Linked DNA regions of Ovis aries: region 2 is linked to region 1. A link is a contact called in public Hi-C data. All regions are on one chromosome and are shown on one strand. Each heading gives the region's core, a stretch centred on a gene start, on an enhancer-like site or on the middle of the called end of the contact. The rest is flanking DNA. Distances are from core to core; before and after follow the strand shown.

Region 1 (4,880 bases), core at 1,531-4,030:
TGAATTTCCAAATGGAACTACTCACAGAGTTCCTTCGCAGTTCCCTCTTCAGCTAATTTGCTGGGAATGAGAAGACCAGGGAAAGGGCTCTGTGTGTGGTGGACCAAGGGCTTAAGTAAGAGTATGGTGGGAAGGGGCACCTCGCTATAATGAGGCTGCTGTTTTAAGCTTGAATAGAGAAGGGGTGGGGGGAGGATAGAGAAAAAGGCACGCAACGCCACAATGCACTTTAAAATAATTCTCACCTACCTGCCTTTCTTTTCCATTTTACTCACATACTCTATCAAATGTTATACATAGGTGGTGGGAATTTCTAGTTCATCATCTTTTGTCCAGAGACCCACCGGATTGATTCCCCTTCTCTTAGATTCCTGACATGTAAGCCTAGACCATGGCCTTTTTATCAAGTGAGTGGGGCTTTGTTAATGTATTTGTACTTTTCTGCTCTCAGTCCAAGTTTCTCACTTTGGCGGAAGGAGGGGTGCAAGAAAGGAGGGGGAGGGGAGCAGGACACAAAGACTTTATCTCATTCTCACCAAGCAGGTTTCAAAATAAGAACTCAATGGGAAGAAAAAACGAAAGAATGGACAAAAAATAAAGAGAGGGTGAGGATTGTTTATCACAACAGGTTTACTTGTCTGGAAGAAAGGTGATTCTATGATTTTTTTTTTTCCTTTGAGGATTCTGATTTCTTCATATTGAAACATTTTCAGATTTCAACCCTTTAGCAGACAAAACCTCAATATAAATATGACATGGGCCACTGGCAAAAAAATGAACTTAAACTCACTGCTAAGAGAGGAGGGGGAGTGGGGAGCAGAGAGAACCCTTTCTGATTAATAACTAGCAGGGTAATGTTGAGGGCTTTTTCTGCCCGATTGCCTTTTTGAATTAGAGCCGATTTCTTCACACTTCAATAGTGCCTGTCTCCTTTAAAATGACTGGCAGATTTGTTTCTTTTTTCTCTCCCTGAGACTTAATGATGTAAATTTTCTAATTAGTTAAATCATATTGCTTAAAGGCCTAATATTTACGGTGTAAGAAACGATCATCCTGATATGAACCTCTCGAAATATTCGGAGAATAACATTTGACTTTTAGGTTGAGGGATGAGAGAGGAGGAAGGGCTATTACGGGAAGCTGTTTAGAGGAGAGAAGGCACGGACCCGGCAACATGTTAAATTAATAGTTGAAGTTGAGCTGGGCTCACACCCCAAGTCCGCTTTTATTTTTCAATCAGCGAAGATTTAATTGGCAGCCCTCAGGCCGGGCGATCTGATATTTTCTCATTAGTTTCCCATCACTAATCTTGAGCGTTAGATTGGCTTAAAGGTTGTCAACATTTGACCAATTTTATTTAAGGGGAAAAAATCACGCATTATGGCTCCGGGATGTGAGATCTGCAAATAAATCCTGCTTGGATCAGCGGAACTAACAGGCGAAAAAAATGTTGACTATTCATCGGCGCATTTAATAAGTTGCATTAATGTATATTTCAAAGCTAGGGAGAGAGATTATACATGTGCATCATAGATGCAGATGAAAAGGGGTTGATGGGGAGGGGGGTGCACTATAAGCTGAGTGGGGAGGTAAAGCTAGACGTAGGTATGTTGCCTAACAGCAGGTAAATAACCCAAGTGGAAGAGCGGCTGAGGGTTTAGGAGCTACATTCCCCCCGCCCCCCTTCCTTTTGCAGCTGCGTAAAACTGCAAAGCCTCTTGTAGCACCAAGCGGCTCGGCTGTCTGGTCCAGAGATAACATAAGGGCGCCCCCTGCTGGCTAACGGAGTAGACGGCTGCGCGTCAGCCCCCTGCAAAGCAAGTCGTGTTTTTCCGCGCTCCCCACCCCCGCCCCGCTCGACTGACTCGATTCACAACCACCACTTCTGTTCTGCAAAAGAACCCCGCGGTAGGAGAATAGTTTGTCAAAGCTGAGCATTTAAGTGAATATAAGAAAAATAATAACATACGAAAAATAAAATAATAAAATACGAACCCCCACCTTCACTTGGCCTCCAGGGAATAAACTATCAAATGACTAAGAAAGGGACAGGTATTCTTCTTCTAAATCTCTTTATTTTCCGGGGTTTTGCTGTGACTTGTTTGTTTCTGCCGAGCTGTAGATTTCGAGTCCAAGGAAATATGTTTAATAGAGGCTGTAGAAGTTGTGTGTGTGTGTGTTTTAATGGATATCTGATGGGAAAAGAGGCCAATACAAAACAACATTTTACAGCCTTGAAAAATTAAACTCCCGGGAACTCTCACTATTTCAGTCAAGTCCCAAGAAATCCCTTTCGGAATTCAGACAGTTGCTTGTCTTGAATGACCCTTCGCTGCACCGCCAAGAAATCTCGGCCCCTGTCTGGGTTTTGTTTTTGCTTTTAAACAGAGAATGTGCTTGAAAGTTGTCATCCTATCTACCTACCTGTCTACACACACACACACACACACACGGACCTTTTCTCCGAAGGTCCCTCTTCTTTCTCCGCTGTGTTCTCAATTTTGCTGGAAACGGAAAGGAGAACTGAAATACACCAAAGTAAACCGCCACTGCTTTTGACACTTGATCTTCCCCGGGTGCTTCCCGCCAGTGCAAGGTGTGGGACTGTTACTAGATGAGAGTGCTGGGGTTATTTTTCAACCTTTTCGGTGCCCGGAGTCGCTTTCTTGGCATCCCAGGGCATCTTCCCGAATTCTAACCATGGTACGGCGAGGGCGCGCAGGTAGCGAGAGCCGGGACAACCTCGGGTCGGGAGAGCCGCCACCAGCCTCTCTTCCCCGGGAAACGCGCTGGCCGAGCAGCCCTGACGCGGAAAGTGTTCTGGCCACAGCCAGATCCCACCGAAAGAGCGCAAATCTGTAGTGAGGAACGACTTTAGTTTATAGGGAGTTTGGGGGGGACGCCTTTAGAAGGTACCTGATTGCGGGATTTTGTGGAAACAGCTCTGAGAAATGAGGGGAAGAACCAGGGGGCAGGGAAAGGTGGGTCTCTTGCTGTTCATTTCTTGCCAAAGGATCAGGACCTTAGAGTTTGAAAATCCGTTCTCTTACCTCACTTCTCCCTAGGCTCCCCGCCCCGCCGCGTCACGCCTCCTCCAATCCTCCTTTTTGGGGATGCTCCGGGAAGGGCAGCCGGGGACTTGAGGGGACCAGCGCTCCTAGGGCAAGGCGGAGGCAGCCCGGGCTGGTGCCAGTGAAGTGGTGCCTCAGTCCTCCGGTTGTCTGAAGAATTGCTGGGGCCATTATGACAACTGAGGTAAAGTTAAATATTTATACTCCAACGTGTTCTCATTATTTTTTGTCTGTTTTGAAGACATTCAGTGCGTTCAAACCTACTTTAAACATAAATCCTGGTCTGGCTGAAGCAGAACCTGTCTCCTGGCACTGAAGTTGACTTTTGGAAAAGTCTTCATTAAGCTCAGAAGTGAAAGGAAAGTTATCTGTAAACGATATTAGTTTAAATATATATGTGGATATGTACATATAGTTCATTTAAATATATATGTGGATGTGCGAATATGTAGCACACATTATATATCTATTTCCACCTAGTTATAACAGAGAAAAGGAAGCAAGTGCCCCCCCCCACACACAGCTGAATCCAAATAAAAATAATTCCAGGAGATATTCTCACAGAAAGAAAAAAACACACACACATTAAAATCTCATTGTGTTTGTCTCAGTTCGACTTAATGAAATTTGGAGACATTGACAGCCTGGTCAGTGCTCTAAGTAAATTAATACAAAGGTCCTTAGGAAGAGACCAAAAACACCTCTTGCCATTAATCTTAAACCACTTGAAGATTATGATTAAATGAATGGGATCACTAAGCATTATCATCTCAAATAGCTATTAACTGTCTCCACCCTTTTATTGTGGCAACAAAATAAACTCTCCGCTAGGAATGATGTTTCTTCCTTTTTATCTTTGTTTTCTGTTTTGCTTGAAGGGCAAAGAAGGGAAAACAGACTCCAAGAAAACCATCTCAAAAGTCTTGGATTTGTTGCTGTTAAAAGGCTGCTGTTCATTTCTGATTTCCTCATCTTTTGCTACAAAGGGAAAAGAAATCTAATGATGTGTCTACATTTGATGAGAAGAAAACACTAACACTGAAGGTGTACTTGCTTTATTTTCTTTTTCCCTGATTTTTTTTAAAATATCCTCTAGTTTTGCAGGTTGAAAGCTGTGGAGATGTAAAAGGATGTTCACTTGTCCACATCTATTCGCTGACTTTCAACACTTGAATTTTGTAGGATTTTTTTTTGTCAAATAGAAGTTATGGGAAAGAGAATTAGACACTTGCCAAAGGACAACAATATTATACACTTTCAAGTAAGCTCCACCTAATCCCGTATTTGAGTGCTGAGGCGGTGTGTGCTATTTTCCCTTAATAAACCTCAAAGCCCTCATTAGACATAAAGAGGGGTGAGAACTCTATTAGGGGGCATTCTAACAAAAAAGGAAGCAGTGCATCTCTGCTCTTAGAGCCCTAGGAAAGAATACCCGGAAAAAAATGCCAAAGCCGTTGTGTTTTCTTTTAGAGCCCTGAAGTTGAGCAGACTTCTCAGAGAAATACAGAGTAATTAACATTTTACAAAGCAAAATACTGAAACGGAGGTTGGTGGCTAACAATAAATAAATAAACCATGCTAAAGATTATTCTTCAAACCCTATAAATTTTCAGAGGCCACGAAAAATCTATGGAAATGTGCCCCCTCCAAACCGAGCACACAGCCCTCCTGCCCTGGCACTGGAGATCCCCCCTCTGCTGGAGCACTGGGAGCTATTACCTTGAGACCACAGGCAGGGGAGGGAGTGTGGCCCCTTGCCCCCTTCCCCACCTGTTTCCTCCTCCCCTCCCAGAGGCTCAGGACAGGCGG
Region 2 (4,880 bases), core at 1,647-4,146, 230 kb before region 1:
TCACCACCTGAACCACGGGCCGCCGCTTCACGCCACGCAGCACTACGGCGCTCACGCCCCGCACCCCAATGTCATGCCGGCCAGTATGGGATCCGCTGTCAACGACGCCTTGAAGCGGGACAAGGACGCGATCTATGGGTAAACCAGCCCCCACCCCCTCCCGACCCAGCGGACGGTGTGAGTGTGAGTGCGAGTGTGTGTTTGTCTCTGTGGGGGATGAGGGGTTGGCCGACTAAGTGGGGAGTCACTGCTCCTTAGGGTGGGGGGCGAGAACCGTTTGCCATAGGAAAGGACAGTGCAGGGGGCGGAGGGGGGAGGGGGCGCTGCTCTTCTGCCCCTTGACTATGAGTCCCGGGAAGATTTGGCTTCGTCTACCCTCAAGGCCCCGCCACTCTGGACCCCATAGCCGGGAGTGACTGAGTCCTCACAATCTGGCCAGGGCCTTCTCCCCAAGGACGGGATTCCTGGCCAAAGGACGCAGAGCTGGGCCCCCTAACAGAGGCCCTGAAGAAGGAGAAAGTTTCCTGCCCATGAGGAGCAACTTTTTTTTTTCTTTTCTGTTTCCTATCGAGAGTCCGGGAGTCACTAAATGCAGCTTGAGCTGGGATCAGGGCTGCTACGGCCGGCCAGGAAGTCCTAATCACCCTCTTCTTAATTCTCTGTAAATAAAGGGGGCAGACCTTGAAGTGCAGCGGGGTGGAAGGGACTGCTGCTTGCACAGAGCCGCTCTTGAGGGGAGTGAGGGAGATGGCTGGAAATTATTTTAAATTCTGAGAGAACTCAGGGAGGGCTGGGATTGCGCGGGCCCAGCATGTACCACTCGGGCTGTCCCAGCGGAGGGTAGGTGAGGGAAGGCTGTGGGATGCGGAGGGGAGGGGACAGTCAGTAAACAGCAACTGTGCCTGAAGCAAGAGGCCGCCAGCATCCCAAAGTGTAGCTAAACCGCCCGGAGGAACACAAAGGGCAGACGCACACGCTCACTTCCAAGTTATAACACTCGATTTATTTATTTTTGCCTGCTGGAGAAGTGTGGTCTTGGGAAGGAAGCTCTTCTGCGTGTACCTCATGTAACTGGCCCCCACATCCAGGCTTTTACTAGAAGTGGACCAAACAAGTTCATAAGGCGAGGGGGTGGAGAGGTTAGATTGAGGAAACATCACTGGTGAGGGAGGCGGCGGTTGTAGGTGAGCCTTGGGCCTCCTATGACTTCCCCTATGCAGAAGTTAAAGCAGTCTTGGATTTCACCGACTGTTCCTCTCTTGGGAGGTCAGGGCTGGGTCTCAGGGGTTGGTTGGACGGCCTCTGTAGAGTGGGGAGTGGGTCTGGTTCAATTCCGGGCTCCAGACTGCCTCAGCTTACTGGATGCTTCCTTATGTTCGAACCGAGGCTGTTTATACTCGGAGGGCTAAAAGTGACCAGGGGCCTCTCCCACCGCATCTGAGGGAGTCCTGAGCTGAGGGAAAGGGCCCGGCCGTTTCTCCTTTCTGTTTCTGGCCCAGGCTTGGCTGCCTGAAGGAAGGATTGTAAAGTGTGATGCGTGTCTGTGGTAGTAAGGAAGGAATCCGAACCCTCCAAACTTGTTGATTACAGTTCTTGCTCCTTCCCCTCTGCACCCCGTCTCCGTGTGTGTGTCTCTGCGTGGCGCTGCCCGTTAGGCACCCGTTGTTTCCTCTGTTAGCTCTGGTCTTTGAGAAGTGCGAGCTGGCGACCTGCACTCCGCGGGAACCCGGAGTGGCCGGCGGAGACGTCTGCTCCTCCGACTCTTTCAACGAGGACATCGCGGTCTTCGCCAAGCAGGTCCAACCTTCTTGACCCACTAGCCCTCCTGCAGCCCCCCACTCCCCTCCTCCCCTTTCCTCGAGCTTTACTTGAAAGAGGAGGAAGAGGCTGGGACACCCGATCTGTACCTCCGGCCCAGTCCGCGCTCTGCGCCTCCTCCCCATCCTTGAGCCTGGAGGCGAATTGGAAGAGGAGATAAATATGGGTGTTTGTTTTTCCCCCCAGCCAGGAATACAGGGGCTCGACCCTCGAATTAAAGTTGACCTGCTCCTAATCTGGGGCTTGGCCTTTTCCCCCGCCTGCAGCTACTTGAACAAGAATTGGGGATAGGGGCTTTGAGGGCCCCCGAGAGTGCCCGGGAGGGAAGGAAGCTGGGCGCCTCTCGGGGCTGTCGGCGCCGGCGCGGAGGTGAGAGAGGCTGCAAAACCCAGTCCCGTGGACAGCAGGATAAGCGGGTACCCGGGCCCAGAGAACCGCCCTGAGATCTCGGCTCCAGCTCGGCGGTTCCAGGTACCCCTTCATGGGGCCAGGATCCGAAGGTCCAGATTCCTTTTCAACCGTCCCTACTGGGTTTTTTTTGTGTTTTTTTTTTTTTTTTCCATGTTTTTTACCAAAGCGCCTCTTTTCTCAGCCACTGCCCCTCCGCCATCCCCACTCGCACACGACAATTTAGTCGGTGACAAGGGTTTTTTTCCTTTTAAAATGGAGTGATAATTCATGCTGACTTTCCCCTGCTTCCTATAGGTTCGCGCCGAAAAGCCACTTTTTTCCTCAAATCCAGAGCTGGACAATTTGGTAAGGCTCACTGTGGCTCGCCTGTCCCCAACCTGGGCCCCCTCCCCTGCCCAGAAGCACCCGCTTTTCCCCCACGGAGCTCCGGGGAGTTTGAGCAGAGCCCTCCTTTTGAAGCTCCAGAGCGATGGGGAGGAAGGGAACAGCTTAGCGCCCTCGCCGGGGAGCTGGCAGTGAGGGGTGGGTTGGACGTCAGGGCGCGCGGAGCCCCTGGGAGGCAGCGAGCGGGGACGCGGCGCCGAACGCGAGAGCAGGGGATGCGCCCCAGGTCTCGGCCCCGGGAGCTAGGCGACGAGAAGTGAGTTATTTCCTCTGTTTGCCGGGGCAGGCGGCCGAGCCCGGGGCAGCTTACCCGAAGGAAGTAACCGCCTGCGCGGCGGAGGGCGGGCCGGGAGGTGGGCGGGGAAGGGGGGCGAGGGGCAGACCGGCGCAGGCCACTTTTAGGTGCGATTCTTTTGCTAATTTGCACAATTTCAATATTAAAAGTACTTAAATCCGCTTTCAAAGGCCCTGCCTCGCCATTCATCTGGAGTATTTCCTTCTTTAGTAAGGAGGGATTTCGCAGGGTGTGCTGTTCTAAAAAGCTTTCTCTCTCCAGAGAAACGACTTTTTTTCTTCCTTTCTTTCTCTCTTCTTTTTCTTCTTCTTTTTTTTTTAAGTTGGCCTGAGGTCGAGAGAGGGGACAGTTAAACAGGACTCAGGAGGAGAAAGGCCTGTCCTTAGGAAGGCAGCCCTTGCAGATAGCTCAGTACACGTGAGGAGCAAAGATACTAAATGCCTTGGCATAGGTTGAGTCAGATTCCCACCCCGTAGCCAATGAGGCAGAGATGATCAGTAATCACTTGGTTTTCCTGACGATTTCTTGATGTGTGGGTTTTGCCTGGCCACTTGTCTGCGTCTTCTCCCAACCCAATCCCCTCACCATCCCCCCACTAGGAATTTCCGAGTGGCAGCAGTCACAGAGCCTTAACTCCACACTCTAAAAACTTTTCTTCCAGATGATACAAGCAATACAAGTACTAAGGTTTCACCTTTTGGAGTTAGAAAAGGTAAGCAGGAAACGACACTCCCCACTTTGATTTAGTCACTTCCCTCTCCTGGTGGAGTTGGGAGTGTTTTTAACAAACCTCCAGTCTGAGCACCTGGAGAGATTTTGAGCAACTTGTTACCTAGTCTTTCCCTCAAATTGCTCTTCAAACCCAGGGGCTCGGAGGATGGGTGAATTAAGACAACCCTGCCTTTTAAAGTAGCCGCCTCCCCCCCCCTCCTTTATTTTCCCCCAGGCATTGAGGATTATTTTGAAATGCTGCAAACCATTTGTGTTACTGGACATTCAGCCTGCTTGCGTCTCTATTAGGCCCAGGGCATGCATTAGGTGCTAGCGGAGGGAATCATTCTGGCTAGGGTGTCTTTACATAGCTCTGCAGCTCAATCATTTTCTCCTGAAAACATACAAAATTCCTAGCTTATTGAATCACAAATGCTAATGCTGTTCCCAGTTCCTGCATCCTTACGTTTTGATGTTATCATCAAATCGGCTTTTCCCCCCAAGGAGTCCCAACCTGAACCCAGTTATTTCCAGTCCTGTTTCTGTTCCCTTTATTGTAACTTGTTGCTCAGGGAAGTCTCTCGAGAATAATATCTGCTACAACAATTGCTCTATTGTTTCCTTGCCTTCAACTATTACACCCATTAATTAGAGTTAGTTTGGAAGACATGGCACTGTTGCTCTTTCCAAATGTAACCTTGCAACCTGGTACTTTTTCCCCTTAAAAAAATGAAACAAAACCATGACAACAACAACAACAACACAAGCTGAACCCTCCATCATGACCTCCTTCTAGGTCCATGAACTGTGTGATAACTTCTGCCACCGGTACATTAGCTGTTTGAAGGGGAAGATGCCTATAGACCTCGTCATTGATGAAAGAGACGGCAGCTCCAAGTCGGATCACGAAGAACTTTCAGGCTCCTCCACAAATCTCGCTGACCATGTAAGTCTGTGAGCTTTTGGCATTCTTTTAAGACCACTGGGCACAGCAGTTTTGAAAATTTTGTTGCAACCTCTAGCTCCACTGACTGAGGTTTCCTTTTTAAAATAAAAAATTTGGTCTTTCTGGGAGTCTTTTCCTCCCCTTCTCACTACTTCTTCCACACCTTTCATCTGTATTTCCCTTTTCTTGGACCCCTTCCTTATTTATGTTGAGAATTAAAAAAAAGAAAAAACAGCAAGTTAATAGAGTGATTTGTGCTTCTAATGTGTAAAGTTTCCTGGATTTGGTAACTTGAGTGTTAGCAAATTGTCTGCT

Evidence for each region. Hi-C and Micro-C count contacts between places; a contact is called where the count stands out from the background.
Region 2: a Hi-C map of omental adipose tissue shows a contact between it and region 1, with 2.5 times the contacts expected there. The contact joins two enhancer-like sites. A contact is called at or near these places in 5 of 16 Hi-C or Micro-C datasets (blood, hypothalamus, mixed tissues and 2 more).

The regions. Positions count from the first base shown.
Region 1 is chr7:30,742,426-30,747,305 of ARS-UI_Ramb_v3.0, reverse strand. LOC132660124 (a long non-coding RNA gene) reads left to right here. Exons shown (of 3, transcript XR_009601352.1): 2 at 3,066-3,255; 3 at 3,950-4,880. Among named protein-coding and RNA genes, the nearest start is that of MEIS2, 230 kb to the left of the region's middle. Within about 2 kb of position 2,780, at least 3 of the 54 cell types and tissues checked have an H3K27ac peak or open chromatin away from gene starts, as enhancers often do.
Region 2 is chr7:30,967,782-30,972,661 of ARS-UI_Ramb_v3.0, reverse strand. It overlaps MEIS2 (Meis homeobox 2), which reads left to right. Exons shown (of 12, transcript XM_060418578.1): 2 at 1-138; 3 at 1,656-1,797; 4 at 2,524-2,574; 5 at 3,570-3,620; 6 at 4,416-4,565. Among named protein-coding and RNA genes, the nearest start is that of MEIS2, 4.9 kb to the left of the region's middle. Within about 2 kb of position 2,896, at least 8 of the 54 cell types and tissues checked have an H3K27ac peak or open chromatin away from gene starts, as enhancers often do.